3 separate regions of the Mus musculus genome follow, and regions 1 and 3 are each linked to region 2. Evidence: chromatin contacts called from public HiChIP or PLAC-seq and capture Hi-C data. All regions are on one chromosome and are shown on one strand. Each heading gives the region's core, a stretch centred on a gene start, on an enhancer-like site or on the middle of the called end of the contact. The rest is flanking DNA. Distances are from core to core; before and after follow the strand shown. Region 1 overlaps Myo1e (myosin IE). Region 2 has its middle 4.2 kb from the start of Gm39369. Region 3 overlaps Myo1e (myosin IE).

Region 1 (3,527 bases), core at 551-3,050, 310 kb after region 2:
TTTTTTATTACATATAAAGGCAGCAAATAGATGCCCCAGCAGGTAAATGTGCTTGCTGCAATGCCTGATGACCTGGCTTCGGTTCCCAGGACCGCCATGGAGGAATAAGAAAACCAATCCCAGCAAACTGCCCTCTGACCCTCACAAATGCCTGGGCTGGTATCTCCCTCAAAACACTCACACAGAATGCAAAAATTTTCCATTAAGAAAATTACATGTAATCAGATACCAGATTTGTTTGATAGTGTGTAGTTTTATAGCTACATACTAACATATGTGTCTGCAGAGATACGGCAGGTCCACAGATAAAGTAACTTGGACTGTTGACATATCAGCAGGGTTGCAACTTTATTATGAAACTGACATTCTCGGTGTTGTCTCCATTGTCCCAGTGAAGGCTCTGTCTTTATAACACAGTTCTCAATCCTCGAGTGTGTGTGTGTGTGTGTGTGTGTGTGTGTGTGTGTGTGTTGCTGGGGGTGGGGGGTGGGGTGGATATTAGAAATACAAACAACACAAAATAGCAGAGGGGCCAAAATTACCCAAAATTGCACAGACAGTTCAAAACAAATGGAGGGACAGCCTGCTGGTTTTTTTTTTTATTTGATATCTGGATCCAGATGTATTATGTCCATCTCAGTCTGGCCTTGAGCTCACGGAGATGAGATTGTCCTGCCTCAGCCTCCCCAAGTGCTAGAATTACAGGTGTATGCTGTCGAGCCCGGCTCAGAAAAGCATTTTCCAATTTTCATTTTTATCTTTTCATGTGTAAAGATATTTTGCCTGGAGGTGTGTCTGTGCATCGTGTATGTGCCTAGTGTTCTCAAAAGCCAGAAAAAAAGCAGAACTAGCATTACAGTTGTGAGTCACTATGTGGGTGCTGGGAACCAAATCAGGGTTCTCTGCAGGAACAGCGAGTGCTCTTAACTGCTGAGTCATCTCTCCAGCCTAGGAAAGCATTTTCCATGAGGGTGAATTCAGGAAGGGTCTGGTCTCCTGAGCAGCAGGGAGTAATAAAACTAAACAAAAATGCCTAAATTGCAACAGTTGCCAGTTCCTGGGGTTAAATGGCTTCCTTTTTTGTCAACTTGACACAAGCTAGGGTTATCTGGGAAGACAGACCTCAACTGAGAAATTGCTGCTATCAGATTTTCCTTGGAGGCAAGCCTGTGGAGCATTTCCTTACGGACTGATGTCGGCAGGCAGTATACTCCTAGGTGGGTGGGTCCTGAATTGTATGAGAAAGCCAAGTGAGCGAGCTGGTAAGCAGTATTCTTCCATGGTCTTCGCTTGGGTCTTGCCTTGAGTTCCTGCCCTGACTTCCCTTTGTAATAAAGCACAGCCAGAGCAACTTGCTTCTGTCAGTGTTTCATGGCAGCAACGGGCAGCAAACTAGGATACATAGTAAATATACACACCATAGCCAGGTCAGGCTGAGCCACCAGCATGGCTACTCAGAAAGTGTGTGGGACTGGGGAGGGGGACAGAAGGGGACGGGGTGGGGGATGGGATGGGATGAAGCTTGCTTATTTCGTTTGCTAATTTAATTGTAAGTTGGTAAGATTTGGCTTTTAATGACTGTTTCACAAGTCGTTGACACAGTTCCTGAAAGTCTCTGCCATCCGCTCTGCTGAGGACGGAGCCAGCTCTGCTCAGTGGCCCTTCTGCACTGAGTTGGCAGTCACTCTGGCTGGGAGTGGTACCTAAACGACCTCATTAATCAATTTCTGGCAGTGTGTTGAAAGCCATTAGTTCTCCATATTTATTACACAGGATCGCCACCTAGTGACACTAGAGATCGGCTGGGTTCTGGAGGCTTGGGGGCTCTTTCTAGCCTAGCCTGGGTAATGGCAGTTGTGTTGTGACTGGCTGTGCTCTGTGATGCTTCCAGGTCCCTAGACTGCTAAACCCAGGCGTCAGTCAGCTCTTCATCTGCATAGATTCCTTACTGCACACTGAATTCAAGTATAGACCCTGTCTTAAAACCGTAATGAACAATAAAAGAGAGGCAGGTGTTTGAGCAGTTCCCCTGCTTCTTGGGACACGTTCAGCAGCTCCCAGCATACAAGGCCTGGGCCTTTCCAAGGTTCAACTATGCATTGTATAACCCTTGCCCTACCAACTGATTCAAGAGAAGCTTTATGGAGATAGAATCAATCCATTTGAAATGCCCAGTATTATAATTTTAGTGTATTGACAAAGTTGTGCACAATGGCCATAATCTAATTTTAGAATTCTTCCCTCCTCATAAAACCTTCCGACACACAAGGCATAACTTTAATCCCAGCCCTCTGGAGGCAAGTGGATCGAGGCTAGCCTTGTCTACAGAATGAGTTTCAGGGCAGCCAGGGATACATACACACATGAAAAAAAGAAAGAAAGAAAGAAAGAAAGAAAGGAAGAAAGAAAGAAAGAAAGAAAGAAAGAAAGAAAGAAAGAGAAAGAGAGAGAGAAAGAGGAAAAAAAGAAACTTTCCCCTCAACACTGTCCCACCTCACTAACAATCTACGTATCTATGTTGGCTGGTTATAGACATTTTATTTATAAAAACTCATTTATTATTAAGTATTATACTCATGTTATTAATGTGATCATTTTCTTAATTTCATTTTCTTTTTAGTTACACTTACTTATCAGTGTAGTGCATGGAGGGACCACAGCACATGTGTGGCAGTTAGAGAACACCTTTAGGGAATCCGTTCTCTCTTTTTACCATGTGGTGTGGGTCCTGAAGACTAAACTCAGGGCATTAGGCCTCGTGGCAAAGCACCTTCCCCCGCTGAGTCATCTCGCTCACCTCAGTCTCAGCTTTGAGTTTATCTTTGCTAATACTTGGACATAGAACCGATGGTGTGTGACTTTGATGTTGTTTGTTTGTTTGTTTGAAGTTGGTTATTTGAGACAATGTCTCATATAGCCCAGGCTGGCCGAGCCTTAAACTCACTATGTAGCCAAAGATGACCTTGAACTTCTGATCTTCCTGCCTCTACCTCCCCAGTGTTTTATTATGGATGATGGCCATGCACCACTTGGTTTATGCAGTGCTGGGACTTGAGCCCCAGATTTTATACATGCCAGGCATGTGCTCAGTCTACTGAGCCATACTATACCTCGAGCTCCCTAGGTACTGATGATCTTCTATCATCTTGTTGAGCTCCGTTGTGAGCAGCTTTCTAGTGTGTTCCTTGCGTGTGTCCAGGCATGGCTGTTGTCTCATCTTTCACTTCTCTGCACTCTGAACACCACTGATTGTGCTGACTTAGCAGCTGTGGCTCCGAGCCTCCAGCACAGCGCTGTGCAGGCATGGTGAAGGCACACAGCCTTGTTTGCTGCCTCATCTAGTGAGCAGGGGTCCTTACTTCAGCCAGAGCTCACGAAGCAAGGTATCAGTATGGACCAAATGCATCCCGAGCAAGTTCTTCTCGGAGAAGGGAGATGTCTAGTAGATGCTGGGTAGGAAATGATGTCACTGTAATAATCCATGAGTTAGTCAGTCTGTCATCAGCAAAAGTGTTTCTCATGATGGC
Region 2 (3,476 bases), core at 757-3,256:
GTTTTCATGGGTATATAGAATATACTTTATTTATATCCATCCTTCTTTCAACAAGGCTGACCAGGGTCATATGGAATCTCAATGTACTTTTAATTTGCATGTCTCTGGTGGCTAACTGTGGCTATGAACATTTTTCATGACTTTTAACAGCCATTTTTTTTGTACTTATCTTGAAAATTCTATTGAATTTGTTTGATTGATTGGATTACTTGTTCTTTGGGCATTTAAATTTTTTAGTTCATAATTTTCTAAATATTAACTCCCTGTCACATGAATAGTTGACAGGAAAAAAATTTGTCTTATTCTTCAGGCTCCTGACTCTAGTAATTGATTCCCTTATGTACCTATTTCTAACTTGACACAATATCATCTGTCAATAATTTGTTTCTTTTTTATTTACTTACTTATTAATTTTTAGACAAGTTCTCACCACGCACCTCCATCTGGCCTGGAACTTACTTTGTAGAATAGACTTGTCTCAAACTACAGAGGTTCCCCTACCTCTGCCTAATTTGTTCTGGGATTATTGTGTGAAGGATGACATAGGAATTTTGATGAAAATTGCGTTGAACCAATAAGTACCTGGCCTTTTAAAAAACGTTTCCTCTTTTTGGGGGCCAGGTTTAGTAGCAAACATTCACTGGTGGTGAGTTTTTGGCAACTTGATACAAACCAGACTCACTTGGGAAGAAAGAAAGTCATCCCATTATCTAAACAGCAGGTCTGTGCAGCATGATTGATGATGGATGTGGGAGGTTCCTGCTTACTGTGGGTAGAGCCACCCCACCCCTCCGCAGAGTTCCCAGGCTGTATAAAAGAGCAAGCGGGGCAAACTGCTGGAAGCAAGCCAGTAAGCAGCACCTCTCCCTTGGGGGTCTCTGCTTCAGTTCCTGTCCTGATTTCCTTGGGCCATGGAGCACGACCTGAGAGTTGTAAGCTGACACAAACCCTTTCCTCACCACCACATCGTTTATGGCCGTGGTGTTTTACCACATCGTTGCTCAGCGTTGTTCAAGCTTGCTTCTGCAGTTCAGGATCATTTGTGTTTCCGTGTGGATTTTGTATTTTTTTCTACTTCTGTTTAGAATAACATAGGAACTTTGATGGAAATTGCGTTGAATCAATAAGCTGTTTTGTAGCACGACTTCTTTCAATTTTTTTTTTTTTTTTTTTTTTTTTTTTTTTTTGGTTTTTCGTGACAGGGTTTCTCTGTATAGCCCTGGCTGTCCTGGAACTCACTTTGTAGACCAGGCTGGCCTCGAACTCAGAAATCCGCCTGCTTCTGCCTCCCAAGTGCTGAAATTAAAGGCATGCACCACCACGCCCGGAGACTTCTTTCAAATCTTAAGTCTGCCAATTCATGAACATGGGAGATCTTTATACCTTCTAGTATCTTCTTTGATGTTCTACCAAAAGGAGTTATATCCCTTATCTTTGGCATAAAAGATATATAGCTACCGAGCTGGAGAGATGGCTCAGCGGTTAAGAGCACTTCCAGAGGACCTGGGTTCAATCCCCAGCACCTACATAGCAGCTCACAACTGTCTGTAACGCCAAGATCTGACAGCCTCACACAGACACACACAAAGGCAAAATACCAGTGCAGATAAAAATAGATAAATTATAATAAATAAATAAGAGACGTGGCCACCTGTGGTGCCTATTAGCATAGCAAACCTCATGCTGGTTTCCAAGCAGCTCTTGGAGTCTTTAGTGTCACAGTCCCTGTTATACATTTCAAAGTTCAGGCTCCCATGCCAGTCCTTCTCACCTCCTCCTGGACCCTCCCTCCCTCCAGTTCATGGCTTCCCTCCCCAGATCCTCTGTTCTCCCTAGAACTCTGCAATTCTTGCTATGCTTTTTCTCTGTGTTCAGCTCCTGCCTCTCACACTCTGTTCTCTCTGGTTCTCTGGTCTCTTACGGTCTTCCCTCTCTCACAGAACCCTGGTCCTGTCCGTTCTACTCCTTTCTCTCTGATCTAGATTTTTCCAGATGCCTGTGGCTGGCCTCATCTCATATCCACAACAAAAGCCTTCCCCTTAGCCGAGCCAAGGAGTGGTCTAGTCATCAGTGTATATAAAACCCATAGTGGGAGGAGACAGCTGGCTCCTGCAGGTTTCCTCTGACCTCTGTATGTGCACTGTGGCACCCCCCACATGCATACAATTATGTGTGTATACACACACGATACATAAAATGTAATTTAAAACAATAACAAGCACAGTGCCTCGCCCCTCTAATCCCAGCCCTTGAGAAATAGAGGCAGGGGGATTAGGGGTGCAAGGGCATTCTCATCCACATAGTGAGTTCAAGGTCAATGTCGGCTATGTGAGAATGTCTTTAAAAAAATAAGCGAAATGAGCAAGGATGGTCAGACAGAGGCTGGGGGTGATGGCCTGTCAGATAGAAAAGCCAGGATGCATAATCGGGTGCTTCCTAGAGTCGGGCTTCCTACTTATGAGCAGTAGGATTTGAGGTAAGTTGTGCCATTTTTCCGTGACTGTAAAATGACGGACAATGGTATATACTAGACACTGTTAAACAAAATGAGTGAGCACACAGAAGCATCTCAGCGAGGGGCTGTGGGGATGGTGGGCAGCTAGCATCACTTGATCTTCCAGAGAGCAGGTGTTTAGTTCCTAGCACGCATGTCAAGTGATTCACCACCATCTGTAACTCCAGCTCCAACGGATCCGATGCCCTCTCCTGACCTCCGTGAGCCAATGTTCACGTATGTATCACACGTGCACACACGTATACTCACGCATACACATATGTACACGCACACACCCAATGGGATTTTAAAAAATTTTTAAAAAGAGCCTCAACACAGACTTAAAAAGGTCCTTGGCACATAGCCATCCAGGAACTGCTCACTGGCGCGACTCCAGAGGCAGCCTCGAGAAAATCAAGCAGTACGTCCCCTAAGGCAGCTGGCCTGCCAAGGTTTTCTTCCCACACTCAAAGATTCTTCGCATTTAAAAGTCCCATGCCACACTTATTTGGAAATTTTATTCTCTTTATTGCAAATCTCTGGTAAAGGAAAAGACAGGGCAGCTGATTCTCCTTTAAACTTTGGCGAGAAGAGTACTCCATTGTCTTCGCAGGATGGCTGGCCTCCCCATAGCACACAGAATCGCTGGGGGTGGGGGGGTGGGGGGGATTCGGGATAGGGCTGTGACACATACTGGTTGGTGCTGGTGACTGCCTCCCAGATGCTCTGACTTAATGGGTCAGGAGGTTGTTTGGTGTCAGTTGCTCTTTAAACTCCCCAAGTGACCCCAAGCAGCCAGGGTGGAGGGTCCCTGCCACAGTGTCTTGTCACATGGTCGGCAACGTCTCGAATACCTGGCGGTATCACCAGCAGCTGTGTCACCTGCTTACATCACCTGCTAGGCCAGGGTCAGCAGGTGTCCCCTGTCTCCTCCTCCCAAGTGTCCTGTGTGCTCACCCTTCCCCCTTAGAGTCCCCAGGGG
Region 3 (3,268 bases), core at 546-3,045, 270 kb after region 2:
CCTCTGCCTCCCAAGCTCTGGAACACTAGGTATAACAGCGTGTACAGCCATGCTCAGCCTAGCTGATTTTAAACATGTCTTCTGGGAACCAAGCTGTGGCTCTCATGGTTGCAAGGCAAGCACTTTACTATATAAGCCATTTCCCCAGACCAAAAGTGCTATGGTGATGCCAAATCCAGAACTAGACTGGGATTCAGAAGTGTGTCCTGCAACTACCCGTTAGTAACTGATTTGTGTGGGCCACGTTGTCCACATTGCCAGCTTCTGGCTCATTTAAACACAGGGTCAAGGACATAATGTCTACCAGTGAGATCTCTTCCCCATGGTCTGCTCTATCTCTAACATGTACTGATGTGTGAACAGCCCATCCACTCACATGTACAGCTACATGGGCTCGTGCACACCAGAAGGGTGGTGTCATGGGCAACCTCAGAGAAAATGTTGGCAACAGAAGTACTATTATGGGATACCTACTTCCACCCTTTCTCCATTCCAAGCTCTCCCACTTTCCTTACCTCTTTCCAATAAATGAAAGCATTTCACTTGAGCCTGCAGATGGCTCAGTGGTTAAGAGCACATACTATTCTTGAAGAGGACCCAGGTTTGGTTCCCAGCACTCACATCGTGCACTGGGCAACCACCTCTAACTCCAACTCCAGAGATCCAACACCTTTGGCCTCTTTGGGCACCTGCACTCACTTCTTGCATGTGCCCACATTGCACACACACACACACACATGTACACAAAATAAAAAATAATAAATCAAGAAAAATAAAACCTTATTTGTCTTACAAATAAAGTACCACTCCCCAACCTCAAGTAAGTAGCCCTGCTAAATGGTCTTCTTGTAAAGAAACTGTATAGTCGCTTCTCCTTGACCTTCCCCAACATTGATGCTTCCAGCACACGAAGTCCACCTTGATGTGGGCTGGCGTGGTGGCTCAGTCTGTTCAACTGCTTGTCTTGTAAAGATGAAGACCTGAGTTTGATTTCCACTACCTAGGTAGACATTCTGAGCATAGTGGTGTGTGCTTGCAATCCCAGAGCTGGGGAGGCAGACTCAGGTGGATCCCTGGGGCTCGCTGGGCAGCCCACCTAGCATAATTGGTAAGCTCCAAGCCAGTGAGAAACACTGTCTCAAAGGAAGTGGGTGGCATTCCTGAGAACGCCTAAGGTTGATTGGTAGAGGGGTTTGTACAACACCTGCGAGCTCCCCCTCCCTCTTCACCCACCCCTCCCTCCTCTCGGCTTCCTCCCCTCCCCCTCCCCCACTTTTAAACTTGACTCACTGGAATACCAGAAAAAAAAACTATGTTACAATCTTTATAGGATTTCACAGCGGTGCTTTTCACGCTGTGGCCTCCTCTTCCTCCTCCATCTCCTTCTCCTCTTTATCCCCCCTCCCATGAACATCAGCTGAATTTCAGCAAGAACACAGTAAGCAATCACATGTGGTGTAAGAAGGCTCAGGGTGAGAGCGGATGGAAGCTGCTTCACATTTCCAGCGGGGCAGCTCCCCCATCGCTTTAATCACCGATGGCTTTGCTCCCCTGTGAGTTTGGAGGGCTGAGCCCCTGGTGGGGATTACACGCTCAATTGACTTTCTTGGTGGAGAGGGTTACTCACTCCACAAGTTTATGAGGTATGGGGTTTTTCTTTTCCTGTTGAAATGTGGCTTCTGGCGAAGTGGCTGGCCTTGGGTTCTCAGGCTGTTCTCAGCTGTTCTCAGGCTGTGGCCTGCTTGAGTGAGGAATAGTCTGGACAAGTAAGGACAGCCATGGTGGTGACTCCTCCCACAAGGTGTGACTCCTCCCACAGGGCGTGACTCCTCCCACAGGGCGTGATTCCTCCCATAGGGTTCAAATGGTGTCCGAGGGGAACAGCTGGACTGTGGCCATCCAATGCCTACCAACCGTGATGCACCAGAAAAGCAACTTGGGTCTTTGGTGCTTCAAAGTTCTTTTATACCTCACAGGATTTGCTAGATTGTCACACGGCAGAAAAATTATGTAAGGAATTTCCTGAACCTTGATGCCGGGAAATCTAACTTGACTCAGGCCCGAGAGAGGGCTACTTGCACAGTCTGACATTAAGGTGGCACTTTAGATACCGACATCCACACAAAAGCTGGGCCGATTGGTGTCTGTCTATAACCCTAGCATGACAGCGCTGAGGAGGCAGCTCCTAGGGGCTGGCGAGATAGATCGCTTACTGCTCTTTCGGAGGACCAGCGTGCAGTGCCCAGCATTCATGCCGTATGCTCACAGCTGCTCCAGAGGGACCAATAAATAGCAAACTCCAGATTCAATGAGAGACCCTGTCTTAAAACTAAGGTGAATAATAGACCAGGGGCAGCGTCCCAGTATTAACCCCTGGCCTCTTCATCACCATGATGGACAAGTCTAGCTTGTGGGTGCTCTCCCATGTGTCGAGGTTAGAAGAGAACCTGTGGGAGCCTCAGAAATTGAACAGGTCATCAGAATTGCCGGAGGTGCCTTTCTATGCTGAGCCATCCCAGCACATCAGACTTGCCGGAGGTGCCTTTCTATGCTGAGCCATCCCAGCAGCCTGAGAAGAAATGTCTTCACAGAGGGAATATTTGTCCCTGTGTGGTTCAAGGGCCAGGCCTGGGAGTGGTAAATCCATGTGTGATGTGTTCCCTACCTGAGCCTCAGAGAGGAGCCAGTGTTTGTGAAGAGAGCATTGAAAGCAGACATCAGAAGTAGGCACCTCAGCGCTGGAGAGATGAGATAGCTCAGCAGTTATAGCTCTTACTGCCCTTTGCAGAGGACCCAGGTTCAATCACCAACACCCAGCTCTCATGCCCTCTTCTGTCTTCCTCAGGTACTGTATACACACATTGCCCATACATACAAGCAAATTAAAGGTTTTTTAAAAAGAGATAAATGGGCACTTCTGCACTTTTTTCTTATTAGCAAAAAGAATAATGGTGAGTTTGTTATTTAGAGAAAGGAGAAATAAAAGTATTTTTCCAAATAAAATTTTAAGGGTGCCCCTGCTTCTAATCAAGGGAAATGTACACATAAAATATTTTTTTTATCATATAAAGACTGTAAAAAGTTGTTTGTCCTGGGGCTGGAGAGATGGATGTGTGGTCAAAGTAGTTGCTGTGTAAGCAGAAGAACTGGAGTTCAGCTCCCCAAAGCCAGAATAAGTGCCATGTGGCTGTGACAGCTTGTTTGTAATTGCAGCTTAGGAAGGCAGAGACAGGGGATTCCCAAGAGCAAGCTGGCTAGAGAGACTACG

Evidence for each region. HiChIP or PLAC-seq counts read pairs in DNA pulled down with a chosen protein or histone mark. Capture Hi-C pulls out chosen DNA fragments and counts their contacts.
Region 1: a contact with region 2 is called in an H3K27ac HiChIP or PLAC-seq map of embryonic stem cells, with 3 times the contacts expected there. The contact joins two enhancer-like sites. A contact is called at or near these places in 2 of 15 datasets of contacts at CTCF or cohesin (large pre-B cells and pro-B cells), 7 of 484 Hi-C or Micro-C datasets (B cells, bone marrow-derived macrophages, cerebellum and 2 more) and 12 of 115 datasets of contacts at active chromatin or transcription factors (T-cell acute lymphoblastic leukemia, embryonic basal ganglia, embryonic stem cells and 2 more).
Region 3: a contact with region 2 is called in a capture Hi-C map of embryonic stem cells, with 2.4 times the contacts expected there. The contact joins two enhancer-like sites. A contact is called at or near these places in 3 of 115 datasets of contacts at active chromatin or transcription factors (embryonic basal ganglia, embryonic stem cells and large pre-B cells) and 1 of 9 other capture datasets (embryonic stem cells).

What each region holds. Positions count from the first base shown.
Region 1 is chr9:70,390,966-70,394,492 of GRCm38.p6, forward strand. All of the region lies in intron 26 of Myo1e (myosin IE), which reads left to right. Among named protein-coding and RNA genes, the nearest start is that of Mir5626, 13 kb to the right of the region's middle. Within about 2 kb of position 1,801, at least 28 of the 459 cell types and tissues checked have an H3K27ac peak or open chromatin away from gene starts, as enhancers often do. A contact at or near this core is called in embryonic stem cells, where this site is marked.
Region 2 is chr9:70,085,510-70,088,985 of GRCm38.p6, forward strand. No RefSeq gene overlaps it. Among named protein-coding and RNA genes, the nearest start is that of Gm39369, 4.2 kb to the left of the region's middle. Within about 2 kb of position 2,007, at least 16 of the 459 cell types and tissues checked have an H3K27ac peak or open chromatin away from gene starts, as enhancers often do. A contact at or near this core is called in embryonic stem cells, where this site is marked.
Region 3 is chr9:70,354,781-70,358,048 of GRCm38.p6, forward strand. The region is part of intron 17 of Myo1e (myosin IE); the gene reads left to right. Among named protein-coding and RNA genes, the nearest start is that of Mir5626, 49 kb to the right of the region's middle. Within about 2 kb of position 1,796, at least 15 of the 459 cell types and tissues checked have an H3K27ac peak or open chromatin away from gene starts, as enhancers often do. A contact at or near this core is called in embryonic stem cells, where this site is marked.